Linked DNA regions of Mus musculus: region 2 is linked to region 1. A link is a contact called in public promoter capture Hi-C data. All regions are on one chromosome and are shown on one strand. Each heading gives the region's core, a stretch centred on a gene start, on an enhancer-like site or on the middle of the called end of the contact. The rest is flanking DNA. Distances are from core to core; before and after follow the strand shown.

Region 1 (3,659 bases), core at 1,150-3,649:
GTTCAATTCTTACTCAGCAAGGCCCATCGGCCTCAGTCACATAGATCAATTAAATCTCGATGCCTGGTGTAGTACTGGTGTCATCTTCCATTCTAGGTAGGCCTGTGTGGTGCTTCAGTAGGCTTGTGGAGTCATTTCTTTCACCTTTTCTGGCTCAGGTTCCAGGACCTGTTTGTGATAGAACAGTAAATACCCTTCACTGTCCAGCACATCCTTAATACTGGCCTTGGTGATTACGGCATCATCACACTTGAACCACTGGTCCCTGTGGTGCCGAATGAAGCTGGTGTAGTGGCCACTCTCCAAGGTTCCTTGGTGATTAACCACAGCAAACAAGGAATACTTATTCTCGTTGTTCGCACTATTGGTTGGGAGCTGCAACTGTCCATTCACCCGGGTCTCTTTACTTGACGCCATAAATGGTGTCATATCCAGCTCCAGAGGAAAGGAAATGTACGTAGTGATCTTGCGCCTCTGTTTCGCTGAGTGTTCAAACCGTTTGAAATGAAAGCAGGCAACTACTGGTAACTTCTTCATAGTGAGCTGTTTGGTAGATTCTTGGTAGCTTTGGCAACTACCACACTTGATTTTGGCACTACTTCCTAAGTGCTCTGGCCTTGTAAACCTTCGCAAGCAGTCCGTGAGAGTGGTGATGCCTGGGATGTGGCTTTCGCCATTCAAACTGCTCTCCCTCCCAGGGCTCATGGGCCAGAAGGATGTGCAAGAGCCAGGCAAGTCCAGACTAATGTCCCAGCATGGGTCTATAGTGGTGGAGACACCATGGCAGGCTTGACAGGTGACATCGGACTGCAGGCCACCTGTGAAGATTTGGTCTATGATGCAGTTACAGTGGTTGGGGTTGCTGGCCACCTTGCCAACATCGTCACCTTTGCAGTGCCTATGCAGGACATCTAGCGCAGCGATGAGGAACTCGTGGGCATCCTGCTGCCTGTACCCTGCTAGATGACGAGCGTGTATCCACACCAGGTGCAGTAACTTATAGGGCACATGAGGAGATGGGTTTCCAGAATACAGCTCCCGAAAGAGCGACGACATCTCACAGACCAGACACAACTCAGGGCTGGGCATTTCACACCGGTGCCTGTCAGAGAGAAAGAAATCTCTCAGTATTGGAGTGTGGGTCAAGGCCTGGACAATGCAGTTCATAAAACACGTGTTGCCAAGATTAATTAGTCCTCGTAAGCCGATGGTAAAGCTGGAGGCGATCCTTCTTCTCCGTGGGTTGTGCCCCAGAAGTTCTAGTTCAGGTTTGGTCGTTTCCCAGGTGGGATATTTCTCCCCAAGTCCCGGCACTGAACACTGTTGCTGAGAAACCTCTGTCGAGGTGGACGCTTGTAATTTCAAGGCTTCTCCTTGCTCTTCTTTGGCAATTTGCTCAATGTCTATGTCATACACATAGTCTTTACACATGAAGCAGTATATGCCTCCATAATAAAGATCTACCGCTAAGTTGTGCTGTTTTGTCTCAGCGTGCTCGTGGATGTGTTTCTCTGTGAAGCAGCCAAAGAAGACGCAGGAAAGGCAAGAGTGGAGTCTGTTTAAATGGGTGCCACACACATGGCAGACGCACGACTTTGCCTTGCTTTTCCTGGTCTCTGGGGTTCCACACCACACGAAGCACTGGTAGATAACCCGCAATTCCTGCCTCCAGTTCTCTCCCACCTTAAAGCTGTTCACGTGGGAACAACCTGGTGGCCCCACAGCAAAATCCACATCCAGGCATCCGCCCCCAGGACCACGCCGGGGCCGGGGCCGGGGTGGGGGCCGTGGCCTAGGCTGCGGCGGGGTACGAAGCCTAGTCTGGGGCCGGGGCCGGGGTCGGCGGCGCGGGGCACGACTGCGACGCGGAGAGGGATCAGGGGGCCGCGGAGGGTCGGAGGGAAGGGTGGGGGGAGGAACCTCGTCGCCGCTGCCGCCAACACCGCTCTGCGCTGGGTTCTCATCCTTCGGCTCCTTCTCGGGCTGCCTCTCAGGCTCAGGCTCAGGCTCAGGCTCAGGCTCAGGCTCAGGCTCCTGTAAGGGCTCGGGTTCGGGCTCCGGCTCGGGCTCCGGCTTCTGTTCGGGTTCCGGCTCCGGCTGGGGCTCGGGCTCGGGCTCCGGCTCGGGCTCTGGCTGGGGCTCCGGCTCGGGCTCCCGCTCCGGCTCCGGCTCGGGCTCCCGCTCGGGCTCCCGCTCGGGCTCCGGCTCGGGCTCCGGCTCGGGCTCCTGCTCCAGCTCCAGCTTGAGCTCAGCCCCGCGGCCCGGACCCTCCGCGATCTCCACCTTCCCGGTGGCGTCCACCTTCCCTGCTGTCTCCACCTTCCCGGTGGCGTCCACCTTCCCGGCCGCCTCCACCTTCCCCTCCACCTTCTCCGCCTCCACCTTCCTCTATGCCTTCTCTCCCGTCTCCGCCGTCTCCGCCTCCTCCAGCCTCCTCCGCCTCCACTGGCTGCGACTCCTCCCCCTGCTCGTGGGGCTCGGGCGGCCACTGGGCGTGGTGGCGCGGGGGCCACGCAGACCTGGGGTGTCCCCGTCCGGACTGAGGGAGCGCGGTGGTTGTGGCAGCTGGACCCAAAAGGGACTTTCACTGAAGGAGGCGGCAGCGGAAGCAGGCGACGCCCCCGGGAATGCTCCCGCCGAAGCCCCCTAGCGGAGGCCGCTTCTGCAGCCAGGCCCCGTTTCCTTTAATTCAATATTTCCCAAACTTGCTGGTTCACGACAATCACGTGGGGGAGCGTGTTAAAATTACAGATTCCTCGGCTCCACCCGCAGGCCTACTGAATCAGACTCTTGAAGGGAGGTACTCCGGAACCTGGATCTCTAACTAGGGCCGGAGAAACTGCTAGTGATCAGGCAAGTTTGGGAAACACAGCTCTAATTCATTGAGGCTGGCGGGAAGTGGGGCGGGGACCGCGCAGTCTCTTTAAGGCGCTTCCAGCTCTCCGCTCCAATCGCTGCTCTGACCCCCTAGGCGGTCTCCTCCCCTCTAGTACTGCCCTCAAGGGTGCAGCTTCCCCTAGCCTGTGGGGCGGGGGGCCCGAAGGGTTGTCTTGTCTAGAAACGTTTCTGAGGCCATAAAATATCCCTTCACAGTCTGGTACTTGAGAATAAAGGCGGGAGCTCCGACATCCATCATTCCAGCGGCTGAACCTGCCTCCAGCAGCTGAACGTACCCCCAACATGTCTCAGTCTCCCCCTCTAGGTCCAACTCCTGCTCTCCCAGAAACGATGAAGCTCAAACTTTACTGGGGACCAGCCTGAACCCCAGATCTAGAGGGACAACAGTGCTCCCAAGGCCGCTCCACCTGAAGGGACATGTCTCTTTGAGAAACTTATCAGCCCATCCTGTGCTGGCTCCTTGCCTCCCACTCAGGCTCCAAAGGCCCTGGGTGGGATGACTGGTTGACAGCTGGCCTCCAGATACAGCACTCCAGATACTGAGCAGCCTGTGGGCAGAAACAGTCACTCCAAGGCCAGCAGGGGAAACCAGACACTGCAAGGCTGTTCCTACAGGTTGCACCTCCCTTACGCTGCAAGGAACCCAAACTACAAAGTCTGAGACCCATAAGATTTAGCAGAGTCTTGGGTGGGCAGCACGTAGGAATAAAGCGGGTATCTTTGGAGCTGCCAGTGAGGAGAGAGTCTGGGGGCCTGCTGTA
Region 2 (3,742 bases), core at 205-2,704, 520 kb after region 1:
TAGGCAGCCTTAAATAAATGTTAATGGTTATGGTGCCCATCACCCAAGTACCTCTGCTGAGGTAAACATAGAGCATCAGCATCCTGTCACTGTATTTGGCACATAGGAGACTGCAGGATAGATCAGATGCCTTTTTGGACCCTTAATCCTAGCATTAGGAAAGCGGAGACAGGCAGATCTTGATGAATGCAAAGCCAGCCTGATATACAGAATGGGTCCCAGGCCTGCCAGAAGTACAGAATGAGACCATGTCTCAAACATTAATTAGTTAAATACCATGCAGTCATGGGTTTATTTTACTTATTTTCTGATACACACACATATATATACACATATATACATGTGTACATACACACACAGACACATGTATATCTGGCCTAGAATTCAGTATGTAAACCAGGCTGTCTCCTGTGATCCCTTTTACCTGCCCCAGCCATGCTGGGGACTACAGATGAATGCCACCATACTTATGTCTATTTGTTTTTTATTTTTTGAAGACTGGGTCTTGCCAAATTGCCATGTCTGGCCTTGACCTCCTGGACTCAAGCCATGTTTGTAGCTCAGCCTCCTTAGTACCTGAGATATTTGTACCTGCCACCGTGTCCACTTGATTCATGACTTAAATTAAAGCTATCCCTCCAGCCTTACACTTCACACAGCACCCACCAACCACGAAGAAGTAATGAATATCAGAAAAAATTATATTGACAACGAGATGCCTGCCAGGCCATGCAAGATACCAAGTATCAAAACCAAGGTGCCAGTCAAGGAGATATACTTCAATAGAGCGCATCCAAGAGCTCTGGTCTAACCCCAGCAGTACAAGGGGGCGGGGGAAGATGCACACTAGGACGGCAGAAGATGGCAGAGCACTTACTTAGCAAACACCTAGGTTCGACAGGGGCGGGAGGGGGCGGAGAAAAGGGGGAATAAAGAATAGAATAAACAGCAGAACGTCTATTAACACTGGCACATGATAGATGCATCTGCTTTTAGTTTTCTCACCCGGCTCCAGATGTTTGAGGATGCCCCTCTTCGCCAAGCGGGTCTGCAGCGCAACAGGAAGCGGCATAGTGGGTAGCTGACCAGACCTAGAAACAGACAAGACAGTACTGAAGGGCAGATCTGATTAACATTTCAATCTGGATAGCCAGTAACCACGCGTGTGTTCACACACACACACACACACACACACACACACACACACACACACACACACACACACCTACGTAACTGCAACAGTAGCTGGAAGAGAACAAAAATGCGTGCTAAAAGATAAAAGAGATATGTAGCAATATGGCCAGAATTAGGATCAGCAGAACTCTCCGGACCCAGGCACTGGAGACCGGATGGACCAAAGACCCAGTTCCTCTCTAGACCAAGGCTCCACCCATCACCCAAGGGACCAAGTGCCACACACCCGCAACCCAGAAATGGGATCACCCAACGTTCCTCAAAGTCCGCACGGTGGGCGGAACCAAGGCGCTAGGATGGGGGAGATACAATGCCAACGCCATCTCCAGCTTTAAAAGAAAGCTTACACCCCAGCCTTACCAGTACAACTGTGCGATTAGTCAAAGTCTATCTCCTTACCCTCCTCTCCCTCATTGGCACAGTGCTTACCAACACCGAAGGGCTCTTGGTTTAAAGCACAACAGGCTCCTCGACTCTCCCCAGGTGCAATTAACTGGTCGCATCCGACGCTTACATGGAACGGATGTGGCCCTTCTGGCTAGCCAATAAGAGCGCGCCGTTGGCCTTACGTAAGCAGAGAAGAACCAATTGTTCCCTTGGTCTACGTACAGCGCCTCAGAGCTTGTGGGCGTTTCGGAGCGGGAGGGGGACGGGGGGAGTGTCTCGCCCGCGCCACCGACTGCGCCAGGCCGGACTCTGGCGCCATGGAGGAGTACGCTCGCGAACCTTGGTACGGCGATGGGCACAGGCTTCGGGACAGTCCGCGCGACGCTCAGGCGGACAACGGGAGGCGGGCGGGGAAGGCAGGGGCTGCAGTGTCAAGTCCCTGACCCGGGAGGCTCGGAAACTTCACTGCCTCTGCGCATCCGGCATGGCCCCTCCCACTCGGACTTCGTCAAAAAACCGCCACCGTGGAGTGTCCCAGTATGTGCGGTGTGGGACAAACTATCGCACTGTTGCCCTGGCTCTTCTCCTAGACCCCCTTTGTGAGCCAAAAGAGAAACGCTGGGCAGATCCATTCCGGCGGTGAGGGAGGAGAGGCGTGGAGCCAATATCCACAGGGTTTCTTCGTGTCGCTTTTCTCAGGCTGGCTTTTGACATAGGATAGGGCATGTGTGAACTCACTGTGGGCTAAGCCAGATGGCACCTGGCTTTTCCGCACGGTCTTTTGATTTGTCCGATTTAGGTTTTAAAAGGACACAAGGGTTTCTCTGGACGTGCTTTTTGTGTCGAACCGAGTGTCAGTCACCCTGTTTATATTTTACTTAAATAACGTTTGCTAGTTAACACTATTGAAGCCTGACACGACAACTCCCCCCCCCCCCTCCCAGACACGGTTACTCTGTGGTGTAGCCCTGGCTGTCCTGGAACTCACTCTGTAGTCTTGAACTAAGAAATCCTCCTGCCTCTGCCCCCCAAGTTCTGGGATTAAAGGCGTGAACCACCCCTGCCAGGCACATGACAACTCTTACTGATTTTTGATAGTAACAAAAACCATTTTGTTTTTGGCTCCTGGTTCTAGGATTTGAGGGACTCTGTTCTTCAAATCTAGTTTCACGTAGAACTCTCTGAGAATACTGTATTGTCAGAAACAGTCATAGGGGCTCAGTGGTAGAGTAGTTGATTTAAGCAAGAGACAGATTGTGGGGGACAGGGGACCTAGATTCCAAAGCCATTTGATTTTTGATAATGACAAAAACAGTTGTATTGACGCTTGCTTGTAATCAAGAGCACTGCTCTGCCAGTAGTAAACCCATCGTTGCAAGGCTATGTGGTGAGACACCTCCCCCATCCCAAATTGTTTTCTCACTTTTGTACCACAGATAGATTTACAAACCTTTTCTTTTGGGGTTTGTTTGTTTTGAGACAGTATCTCACTATAGAACCCTGGCTGGCCTCGAACTGACTAGACTAGGCTGACCTCTGACCTCAGAGTGCTGGTATTAAAAGGCACAAACTTTCTTTGTGGGACAGGGTCTCCATTTAGAGCCCAAGTTGGACTGCCAACTTGTGATCCTCCTGTCTCAGCCTTCCAAGTGTTGATCACAGGTGTGCAGAAACACATCTGGTTTTCCTTTCTGGCTTTCTGGGGAATATAAAAAGTGTCAGAACTAATTTGTTGTCATCTAAGGTGTTCTGCATCAGTCCTGAGCTTCCCTGTTTGGTTCTCCAAGCAGGGCAGGGTCTCACATTAACCCAATCTTTTCCTTCCTGCTTGCAGCCCATGGCGAATTGTGGATGATTGCGGTGGAGCTTTCACCATGGGTGTCATTGGTGGTGGAGTCTTCCAGGCTATCAAGGGCTTCCGCAATGCCCCTGTTGTGAGTTGGGCCTTCCTCCAGTGGTGTGGGAATCTGCGGTCTTGCTGACATAGGAGTACTGCTCTGAGCATACTGAACATTCTGTTGATTGTTCACCTACTGTGTGTTGGGCCTGGCTTCTGGATTTAGGGTTTGAGGGATTCTGTTCTTCAACTATCCAGCTAGAACTCTGGAAATACTGTACTGTCAGAAACAGTCTTAGGGGCTAGAAGTATTTAGCTCAGTGG

What was found. Capture Hi-C pulls out chosen DNA fragments and counts their contacts.
Region 2: a promoter capture Hi-C map of adipose tissue shows a contact between it and region 1, with 2.4 times the contacts expected there. The contact joins the promoter of Pqbp1 here to the promoter of Usp27x in region 1. A contact is called at or near these places in 3 of 39 promoter capture datasets (hippocampal neurons, liver and stem cell-derived epiblast-like cells) and 1 of 9 other capture datasets (adipose tissue).

What each region holds. Positions count from the first base shown.
Region 1 is chrX:7,373,431-7,377,089 of GRCm38.p6, forward strand. It overlaps Usp27x (ubiquitin specific peptidase 27, X chromosome), which reads right to left and starts at 2,400. Exons shown (of 1, transcript NM_019461.4): 1 at 1-2,400. The coding sequence starts at 1,431. The coding sequence ends at 115. It overlaps Gm14379 (predicted gene 14379), which reads left to right and starts at 2,495. Exons shown (of 2, transcript NR_026741.1): 1 at 2,495-2,853; 2 at 3,094-3,659.
Region 2 is chrX:7,897,546-7,901,287 of GRCm38.p6, forward strand. Pqbp1 (polyglutamine binding protein 1) reads right to left here and starts at 1,455. Exons shown (of 7, transcript NM_019478.4): 1 at 1,226-1,455; 2 at 1,006-1,091. The coding sequence starts at 1,072. It overlaps Timm17b (translocase of inner mitochondrial membrane 17b), which reads left to right and starts at 1,791. Exons shown (of 6, transcript NM_011591.5): 1 at 1,791-1,924; 2 at 3,416-3,515. The coding sequence starts at 1,899.